Linked DNA regions of Mus musculus: all the other regions are linked to region 1. The links are chromatin contacts, called in public Hi-C maps. All regions are on one chromosome and are shown on one strand. Each heading gives the region's core, a stretch centred on a gene start, on an enhancer-like site or on the middle of the called end of the contact. The rest is flanking DNA. Distances are from core to core; before and after follow the strand shown. Region 1 has its middle 4.4 kb from the start of Gm11267. Region 2 overlaps Nfib (nuclear factor I/B). Region 3 overlaps Nfib (nuclear factor I/B).

The links. Hi-C and Micro-C count contacts between places; a contact is called where the count stands out from the background.
Region 2: a Hi-C map of cerebellar granule neurons shows a contact between it and region 1, with 2.2 times the contacts expected there. The contact joins two enhancer-like sites. A contact is called at or near these places in 1 of 15 datasets of contacts at CTCF or cohesin (the NIH/3T3 cell line) and 5 of 484 Hi-C or Micro-C datasets (cerebellar granule neurons, liver, muscle stem cells and 1 more).
Region 3: a contact with region 1 is called in a Hi-C map of the N1E-115 cell line, with 4 times the contacts expected there. The contact joins two enhancer-like sites. A contact is called at or near these places in 4 of 484 Hi-C or Micro-C datasets (the N1E-115 cell line, Sertoli cells, cerebral cortex and 1 more) and 1 of 9 other capture datasets (embryonic stem cells).

Annotation. Positions count from the first base shown.
Region 1 is chr4:82,590,900-82,594,476 of GRCm38.p6, forward strand. No RefSeq gene overlaps it. Among named protein-coding and RNA genes, the nearest start is that of Gm11267, 4.4 kb to the left of the region's middle. Within about 2 kb of position 1,647, at least 16 of the 459 cell types and tissues checked have an H3K27ac peak or open chromatin away from gene starts, as enhancers often do. A contact at or near this core is called in the N1E-115 cell line, cerebellar granule neurons and cerebral cortex, where this site is marked.
Region 2 is chr4:82,323,335-82,326,760 of GRCm38.p6, forward strand. It overlaps Nfib (nuclear factor I/B), which reads right to left. Exons shown (of 12, transcript NM_001113209.2): 9 at 211-376. Among named protein-coding and RNA genes, the nearest start is that of Nfib, 180 kb to the right of the region's middle. Within about 2 kb of position 1,842, at least 10 of the 459 cell types and tissues checked have an H3K27ac peak or open chromatin away from gene starts, as enhancers often do. A contact at or near this core is called in cerebellar granule neurons, where this site is marked.
Region 3 is chr4:82,302,768-82,306,130 of GRCm38.p6, forward strand. All of the region lies in intron 11 of Nfib (nuclear factor I/B), which reads right to left. Among named protein-coding and RNA genes, the nearest start is that of Nfib, 200 kb to the right of the region's middle. Within about 2 kb of position 1,619, at least 116 of the 459 cell types and tissues checked have an H3K27ac peak or open chromatin away from gene starts, as enhancers often do. A contact at or near this core is called in the N1E-115 cell line and cerebral cortex, where this site is marked.

The DNA of each region.
Region 1 (3,577 bases), core at 397-2,896:
GATATTGTTGTTCTTCCTATGGGGTCAAGATGCCCTTGGTAGTTCTGTATTCTATATCCCCTTGGTTGTTCTTAGGAATGGGACTTCCCCACGGCAGATCTGAACAGAACCCAGAAATACTGGTTTGCATTGACAAGAAATAATTTGAGCATTCCAGAAGTGTTCAGTATCATATCATTTTAATTATCTAGGGAAGATGACATTTTAAGGTTTGTAATGAGAGTATTAGGTCATGGATCATAGAAATTCTTTTCCAGAAAAATCTTTCGTAGTCTTTACCCATTGATAAGAGTGAACAGGTGGACCAGAGAACTTTTCTCCCACCCTCTGGCTACAATGAATTCCAAAGTGCTGTCAAAACTGTCTATTGAGGCTGGCGGGATGGCTCAGTGAGCAAGGACAGTGGCTGCAGCTGCACAGGCATGGCAGCCTGGGGCTCAGACACTAGTCCCTACATACAAAGACAGGTGTGGCTGTCTGCACCTGGAACCCAGTGCGGTCAGGGGCAGAGAAGGAAGGCTCATTGGTACTTACTGTCTACCAGCCTAGTTCCAGGTTCAATGAAAGACCCTATATCAAGCAAGTATGACAGTGAATAACAGAGATGACAGTTGATGGCTTTGGCTTCTCACATAGAAGGTCTCTCTCTCTCTCTCTCTCTCTCTCTCTCACACACACACACACACACACACACACACACACACACTGCAGATCATTGCTGTTTCTCTCAAGTATGTGTATGTACATATGCATGTGCCATTGGACATAGCCTTAAATTTTCATTTGTAAGATACAGAGAAGAAATAAAACTTGAAAGCTTAGAGGCAGAGGAAGAGAAGCATAAAACCATACATACCCTCTCCTTAAGGACATTTACAACCAGGATGAAGCTGGATCCACTTGCTACCTCAGGCCCCAGTTAGAGAGGCAGAGGTCAAATAGTCAGATGAGTAAACCACAAGGAGACAATCATTAGTTTCTGTCAAAAAAGCTCACAAGTGCCACATCTCCCTTCACCGAGCTCCTGTCCTGAATTCCCAGTTCACGCACAATCCAAAGAGAGTGAGAAGGGCCCCTTTCTCCCCCTCTAGTTCTGAGGATATAATAGAGGGTTTTTTTTTAATTTGCTAGCTTACAAATCTAAAATATTCTAAACCTCAGAATTATTTTTAGGTCCAAAAAAATTAAAACCATAAAGTAAAATACAGTGCTAATATTAGTGGGTAGCATTGTTGCAATATTTTTAACAAAATTTTATCACCTTTTAAAAAAAAGCTTATTAAGTTGAAGAGGGAACTAAAAAAACACCACTCGGACCCTTTACAAAGCATTTTTCTCTTTACATACCATAGCAACCTAATAAAGACATGGTAACTTGGCAGATGGCATGGCACATTAGTCTTGGAACAAAACATTAGATGCCAAAAACGTGCTAGAAAATCCCTTCCTTCCTTCCTTCCTTCCTTCCTTCCTTCCTTCCTTCCTTCCTTTATTTTTCCCTTCCTTTTCCCCTTCCATTTTGTGTTATTCTTTATGTCATCCATAAGAAAAGGTTATCAACTTACAGTTTTTCAGTGCCTAAACAAAAGACATTGCTAAGGCCAGAAAGACTCTGGAGCCCAGTCTGGACAGGAGCATTGTAAGTAACAGCTTCTGTCTTACTTAGCACTGTTTAGGAGGTGTATATCGACTGACCATTTCTACATTGAGCAGAATTATTCCCTTTGTCTTTTTCTTATACACGTGTCTGAGGTCCTCTTTTTAATGGAGGTGTGGAATCACCCAGATGTACATTCTGGGGATCCCAGCATCTGTGGCCATGATATAATGCAGACAGGGTGCCCCTCTTCTCGGGCAGGGGAGATAAGCTCTGTTAAAAATACAGCCTTGTTTCTTTAAGAACTAGGCGATGGTTTCCAGCCAGCCTCTTCAGGCAGTGAACGTTACCCCTGCCAGGTGGCAGTGCTCCCAGTGATGGAAGATGTAGGGCACTGTGTGTGTGTGTGTGTGTGTGTGTGTGTGTGTGTGAGAGAGAGAGAGAGAGAGAGAGAGAGAGAGAGAGAGAGAAGGCCTAACATCCCTACTTTGTAAATTGTAGGCTCATTTAGAATTCAAAGAATTAACCTAAATCTAAGTTGGACCAGAAAGAGAAATCCCCTTCTCTCTCCCCTTCCTCCTCCCTCTTTTCCTCCTCCATAGCTCTGCCCTCTTCTCTTCCCTCTCCTCCCCTTTCCCATCCCACCCTCCTTCTAAAGATTGCCTTGGACACATACTCTTTAACCTCATCTACATAAGAACAAAATTGTAGGCAGCTTTCTGCATATCACACTTTTTCTTATTAGTATGAAACCAATAAAAGGACCTGTCCTCCAGAGAGGAAAGGATTCAACATTTTGCCTTGTAATAGCTGGCTGTCTTTTAAAACTGTCATGTAATTTCAGTGTCACCTAAAGTGTCTTATTACAAAGGCAAATCTCTCTGTCAAATAGATGTCACTATTCAGTCTCAGAAGGAAATTTCTACCAAGCAATGAGATAACCACAGGTTTCCATGAGGCTTATTCCAGCCTGTGAGCCTAAGAGAAAAGGAACACCTAAGGACGAACATTGTAAATAGATGGACCAAGATCATGAATCCCTTTAGATAAAAACCATTTGTAATTATCACAGGAAAATTTAGAATGTATTTTATCAACGATGAAGATTCAGAAAATTTAAGAAATGAGACTCAACATTTCTCAATCATTTTTCTTTTCCTCTTGGACCCAGCTATACTTTTATTCTTGGACACTGATTCTTCTGTCTTCTACTGAAAGCTATTTAGTAGGTCATAGGTCAAAGGAACATATTCTACTTCCAAGTTTAAGCCTTGGAAACCTCTCAGCAGCCAGCGTATAATCTCTTCCCCTCCATCTATGAGCTGACTGGTACTGCAGTATAAGCTAGAAGTCACATGGTGAGGATGGCATGGCTTTCATCAGCCTAGTTCCTCGATGGCTGCAGGGAGCTGAGCCTCTTCACTAATCAGATTTCAGGGACTAAGAAATAAGCCTGTGGTATTATGCTGTTGAGATTTCAGAGTTTATCTTCGTAGCAGCTAAAGTTGCCCCAACTCTAGCTGGAATATTGCCATATCACAAACTCAAAATGTATATAGCATGGTTCAGCGACAAGGGCAGGAACAGCGGTGGAATGGACTTTGGAGGCTGGGAAGATGAAGATAAGTTAGGCAGTGGCATAATCCTTTGATGATGTTGCCCCTTGATACACTTAAGAAGATAGACCAGGTGCATGCTGGTTCCTTAGCTCTAGGGGAAAGGGTTAGAAACCAGAACGCTGGTGGCAATTCACAAAAGGGCAGATGAACTGAGGCAAGAGCTGGCTTCTTTTCAAGCAAAAATAAAACTGAACACCAGAAACGAGAGGTGTTGAAAAGCTGGGAGATTTGACTGCTTCTAAAACCCAGATAGTAAGGAATATGATTGAATGAGACTCAGCTTTGCATATAAGATCATATCAGGAGTGAAGCTCCTCTCAGTCTAAGCTAGATGGCCCCCAAGGCAATGAGGAAATGGAGC
Region 2 (3,426 bases), core at 592-3,091, 270 kb before region 1:
TGCTTCTCTCCTGTCAAATATGATGTGTTAATAGAAATTTGATAAGAGAGAGCATGTGACAGCTGGGCCACATACATGCCTGCTAGCTCCACTTAAATGAGAAATCTCCATCTGGTCAGGTAGCCAGAACGTCCCTGTGTTTGCCACCTTGGATCATATATCCAATGGTGCCTTCGATGGACATTTCTCATTTCCTACAGAAATACTTACTGGTTGCTGTAGGTGAAGCTGCCTCACCTTCAGTGGATGTAGTGATGGGTTTAGTATCTGTCATGGTCAGGGTCACAGGTCGCACTGCACTGGGATGGGGAGAGGGTGCCAAGACAGGTGTGAAATGGCCAGGCACTTTCCCTACTACTTGACCACTGCTGTTAGGCTACAAAACAAAAACAGAACGCCGGGTGAAGCAATCCAAAAGACAGTCATCCTGTCCAGCAACTCCTCTCAGTATACACTCGGGGATTCTGCACAGGGTAGAGAGTCGCCATACAGGCCCTCTCAGGCCTGCGCTGGGAGCTGATCAATGTTTAATAGTAAGCAGCAGCACACACAGTACTTAAAGAAGGGTTTGATCATCGTTGCACTTTGCACAGGTGACTTCCTCTTTACAGCACCCCTAAGAGTCCAGTTGACCTGACCCTCTCATGTAGTAGGCTGGAAAACACACACGGAGCCTGGTGCTGAGGTAAAGCTACAGTGGAATTCCTTACTGAATTCTCTGCAGTAAGAACCCAGCAATCCAACGTTCTGCTCCTCCTTCTCGGTTTCCCTCTTGGTACAATGTTCTCCTACTGAACGATGGACAATAAGGGACACAAGAACGTCAAGAAATAGGAAACATGTCCAACACTATGTAGTTTCCATCACGTACAGTCATTTCCTATGCATGTAAAAATTCCAGCTTCCTCTCTCTTGCACACAGGTATTACAGGACATATATTTCAGGTAATTTAGACTCCAAGGTGTCCAGTCTACTTTCAATGATTTGCTGATGCAAGCAAACAGAATGAAATTTAAAGCATCTAAGATTTCAGTTGCAAACTCAGTTATAAAATGTGAAAGTAAGTCAGGCATTATGCTTCAGAATAAAATATCCTCAAAGGAATGTCTCTGATGTCCCAAAGTGGACACAAGGAGCATCGAATGCACACTGCCCTTTGTGGCTCACTTTGCTGGGCACGAAGAGTTACATAGACATTGGTGGGAATTAATGAAGAAAATGCTCTCTCCAGTTTCACAATTTAAATACATGATTACTTGAATTTTAACCACTCAATAATTTTTTTTTGGTAGGAGACAAAAACATTGATTTTGGGTACATTAGAAAGCCTGGAATATATTATTCCAGGTAGAGAGTGCCAGTGTTATTTATACTCACACTTCACTGCATGGTCTTTCTAACAATTTCCTGGCGCGTATTCTCCCCAAGTGTATGTTCTTTATAATCCCAACTTTGCAAAATAAAGAAATCAACGAAACACGACATGTCTAAATATCAACATAAACACCATAACTGACTATTTCTTTAGAGAAAGATAGATAATAGCGCTTGAATATATTGACTTAGAGGTATGGATTGAGTTTGGGCAGGTTACAGAGGGGTTACTTCTTCCTTTTTATTTTTAAAAATTAACTCTGAATATCCTGACAATTCATCATGGGCACTCTTAAGTATTTAACTTTATGTTGGGAAAATAAACTGGAGTTTTTCTCTGTGGAAACCTATGGGAGAATTATATCTTGTTCAAAATATTCCACTGAATAGCATGACTGTCTAACTATAATTGGTGCAGCACTAATGGAATTAATCTCCAGATGGCTGTTGGGAGGAGAAGGCATCTCCTTGCGTAAGAGTCCAGATCAGCATGGCCCTGAAAAGCAGCAGCTGACGACAGGGTTTGAGAACTGTTGCTCACACTGCATTTCCAGCATTGGAAAGGGGCAGAGCAACAGTCTTACCCCGAAACACAAATCAACTGGCTTTAAGTTTAAAATTAACCATCAAAATGGGTATAACATTCTTTTAAAAAAAAATTCTGCCATTCACTATAAAGACCCATTTTTGTGACAAGATCAACTTCTGGCTATGGGAAGATTATAAAAATTATAAATGACTGCTTTGTGTATGTCCTTGGAAAGAAGAAAGCTCTCTCTCTCTCTCTCTCTCTCTCTCTCTCTCTCTCTCACTCTCTCTCTCTCTCTCTCTCCCTCTCCCTCTCCCTCTCCCTCTCCCTCTGTCTGTCCCTCTCTCTCTTGCACGAGTGATGCAATCAACTGCAAAAGTGTTTCTGCATGTTGTTCACCAAAACAGTCCATACCTACCTGAAACAGAAGTCAAATAGCTAGAATCTCAACACACGCCATCACTGATGCTAAGTTTGTGCAGGGTACACTCTGTCTACAGGAACAGACAGGTGCTCTCCCATCCAAAAGTAAGAAAAGGGACAAAGAGTGCCTAAGCCCATGCAGTCGTCTCTAAAACACCAGGGTCAAAGGACCTTCCACTCTTCAGGTTCACACCCATTTAAACCTGTGAAGCTACAATCTGAAGATGGACAGCACCAGCAGTGGGCTAGCCTAGTTATCGTCTCTCCCAGTATATCAAACTCTCACGGGTTTTCTTCTAACTGTTGGCTTCCAACAGAGAGGGGGGCAGGATGCTCTCCTAGAAGCTGCATCTTTACTTTGAAAACATAGAGGAAAAAAACTGAGACAAAAGAGGCAGATTATCACCTAATATGCACTCTTAACTTATACAGAAATCGAAATATATGTAAAACAAGTACTGAATAATTAAAGAAATGCGTAACACTAAGGGCCTGATTTTAATTTGCATAATTTTCCCCCTAACAGTGCCTAATTAAGACATCAGTTTAAGAAAAAAAAAATCCAATGGAACTCTAAGATTTTCCACACTGAATTAACGTTAAGGACTTTTAATGGATGTCTTAATTAGACTTTGTTATTCATGGAAATTCTAAACAAATTAAAATCAGACCTTGTGTGCACTGTTCCCAGCTGAGTCTAGCAAAATACACTATGAAACAGACTTTTGAATCCATACTCTGGGAGCAAATTTCGTTTCTAAACTGGCATCCCAAGGTCTTCCCCCACTTCCTTAATTGTCTGCAGTCTCATCATCAGTACGTCATGTGGACTTTTTTTAAAGGCACAAATACATGTGTTTAACTCCAAAATGTTAATATTTGATTTTATAATTAATTAGTAAAACTAAAAGCAAAGGTAACTTTCTAAGCCACACAAGGGGTGCAGTATTTTATGTTTAAAATCAAAGCATCCAGAAAGGATCATTCTGCTTTATTTAACAAACTAATACAAAAAGGTTTTTTCCCTGAGCTTTATATTTAATACACATATACTCATATACTCTAATCTTAGTACAGCTTAACAGTGGTATAGTAAAAT
Region 3 (3,363 bases), core at 369-2,868, 290 kb before region 1:
CTCATAGAATGAATCTAACTGCAAGCAATAGCACTTCATAGTAATGAAAGAGAAGTGTATTTATTTCTTAACTAAGTAGGTAAATAGCCTTCTTTATTGTTAATCCTTGGGGAGCCACACTTTTGAAAATAACATCAAATGGGAGGCTGTCAAACCTCATTGGTTTATAGTCAATTGTTTCAGACGGCTTTGCTTCTGGGGGACGCTGGATCAAGGGTTCATTGTAGCACGCATTAGTGAAAGTATTTTCCAAATTTAAAAAAAAAAGGGGGTATCATATACCAGTGAAGTACTGCATCTGCAAAAGACGACACGCAATAGTGACTTCACATGGGGACAGCGCAGCTGTCTAGGGAACCAGATCATTGCTACCCTTTGCTTTTACTATAGAGGCTTCCTTCCACACATGATGTTAGAAGGCCCTTCAACAAGGGAACCCAGGCACTTCAAAAGTCACAAAAACTTACTTGCTTACAACAGTCAAATGTAAATAAGATTTAAAGGGCAATCCTTCCCCTCAATCAGGAAATTAAGCATATTTTTTAAAGATTTGATTTTGCTCATATTTTAGAGCTAAAAAACCTATGATAGAAAATTATGAAGTTGTTAACTACAAATCAATTACAAGACACCCGTGCATGCATACACACACACACACACACACACACACACACACACAGACACACACACTTATGAAGCTACCGGATGTTATTGCCAATTAAAATATAAAAACATACAGGCCAACTGTAGTCATTTACTCCTCCCAGACCATGCCACAGGGAAGCCCACATGTTGATTTCCAGCCTTTCTCTAGTCTGTATTCCTCTCCACCCCTGGGCTTCTTTTCAATGCTATTGTTACAAGGGTTACTGCTCCTCTTATTTGCATAAGTGATTCTTCAACTACAGACATTTCCCTACCAAAAAAAAAAAAACTCCGGTTCTCCAAAATAGTGCTTTTCACAGAAAGGCTCCCCAAAGGCATACTAAATGAAAGAGAAATGTGAGTTTGTATAAAAGCCAGGAGACTCTTTCACAAATGATTTTTCTTAAAAGCAAATACTAGTATTATTTTTACAGTTTTGCTTCTAAAGAAGAGGACTTGTTTATACCAGATTTCTGAAGAGTAAGATGTCAAGGAGTTAACAATTATATTTATGACATTGGCCCTTTCACTGTGTTCACATATGCAGAGAGCTCCCAGAACGAAGAAAATAGGAGAGGAAACTCTATTTCTACACTTTCTGATATGCAACATAAATATTATTATTCCCCATGTGGAAATTCAACAGGCTTTTGTCTTTACTGCTGTAGCATTTCCTATAAAAATACATTCATTTCTAGGCTCTATTATTTAAATATGACCTGATTCACAGTACACCTAGTTCCAGCTCCTTGATCACAACAATGAAGTGATGGTGTGTGGGCCGCAATGGAGCTGACTTCCTCAGCAGAGAGTGTGCGTGTTTACACGGTGCTTTGCATAAACCATCTTCAAACAAGGTCAGCATTTAGCACACTTCCTTTAGCTGCAAAAGGGTTAACCAGTAAGGTTTGCATTTTGAGAATGTTCTGAATCCTGCTCCTCCCTCTCTGGCTCTGCTGCCAAAAACCATCTGACAGGAAACGGAAGATTAAGTTTGTCCTACCTAGGCGAACAAAGAGTGCTCTGAACGAGCTCCCACTTCACTGCAGAGCGGGAACTTTTCTAATCCCGCTGGAATCTGCAGCGCTGCTCTGAAAGTACCATGGAGAAAGTTGTTCTCTTTCCTCTAACATCTTGTCCCTGGATCATCTCGCTTTGGCCACACTGTCCATCCAAAAGGGTTGACGGGAAAGCTCCAGACATAATCATGTGGAAAATGGACATTATTGATTCCTATGGCCCATTGTTCCCCCATGCTAAGTCCCTGAAGTTCAAGTTCAATCTGGAATTACATCATGTCTGGTTTCTCCTGGTTACCAGACGGCTTGAGACGTGACCACAGCTACAGAAAAAACAAACAGCCTTCTTCACGCTTCGGCTCCCCTATCGATTCAAACGTAAACTTTTTTTCTTTCTCTCAAGTATGCTTCAAGTATGGAGCATGGTTAATTTAGAGATTAAGTTCCAAATTAGATTATCTAATGGCATCTTAATGGATTGCTGACCCATTTCCTGTGGGATGGCAGCATGCAAGTCTGGCTGGAATACAATTAATTTCTTAGGAAGTGTTCTGAAGAGTTTGTCTAGATAAAAAGGAAACGGCCAGTTGGACAAATCTCTCTTTATAAATGGAGAAAGGTAGGCGAAAATGATGTCTCAACACTGCTTCCAATAGCCAGATCAGAGACAGAGACACTGTGTGTGTGTGTGTGTGTGTGTGTGTGTGTGTGTGTGTGTGTGTGTGTGAGCGAGTGAGTGAAAACCATTTCGGATAATCTGAATAAAATACTACCGCCTTCAGTTTTGCTCTCCCAACAGGTGCAAATGATGCTGATGAGGACAGAAAGTCACTGCTTTCACGAGACTATTCAAAGCAAAGGATGACAACAGCAGCTGCCCTGGTACCAAACCCTGCTCAGATGCAACCTTAGATTTCATAATTCTCAGCCTTGAACCAAGGACTCACCTATGCCACCTAGCTTGTCAGCATTTCTATTAGTCCTGGAGTGGTGCTAGGGCCCCAGGATGCTGTATAAAAATGTGAACACTTTAGAGCCAACAGCTGAAAAGAAGATTCAGAGATGGGAATCCAGCTTCCCCTCCTCCCCCCAGCCCCCCAAACACACACACACACACCACCACCACCATCCCAAGGAACTTCAGAAACAACCCAGCTGCCCCGGACTGCAGTTTTGTGTCAAGATAAGAAATCCTGAGCAGGAAATGCTAACCTAGGAGACATGCCAGGATAGTCTAAATAATGCTGAAGTAAACAGTAGCTTAATTCTATAGGAACAGGACTGTCCACATACATGCATCGCATGTGACACTTACCTGTCTACATAAACGTACACGTGTGAATGCAGTTTGCAACCTACTGAAAATTATCTTTAAGTTTTTGGTTTTTAGTCTTTCGATAGAGAACATACATTTTATAAAGAAAAGCAGTGTTTCACAATAACTACTGAGCATGCCATGCACACGGCTGCCCCTTTGCTTTGCCCTCCCCCTGACCAGCCAGATCCAAATAACCTTTACTGGCTGCTAAACTTCTCTTGGGAAATCAAGCAACTCTCTGGAATTGCAGTAATAAACGACAATTTCTTACAAAAACACGTGTAAAGTAATGGCAGGATGAAGCATTCAACTCAAAGAGAGGAACTGGGAACACATGGAACATGGAAAACCACTGATAAAAGTCTCTTTGGTGCCATTCAA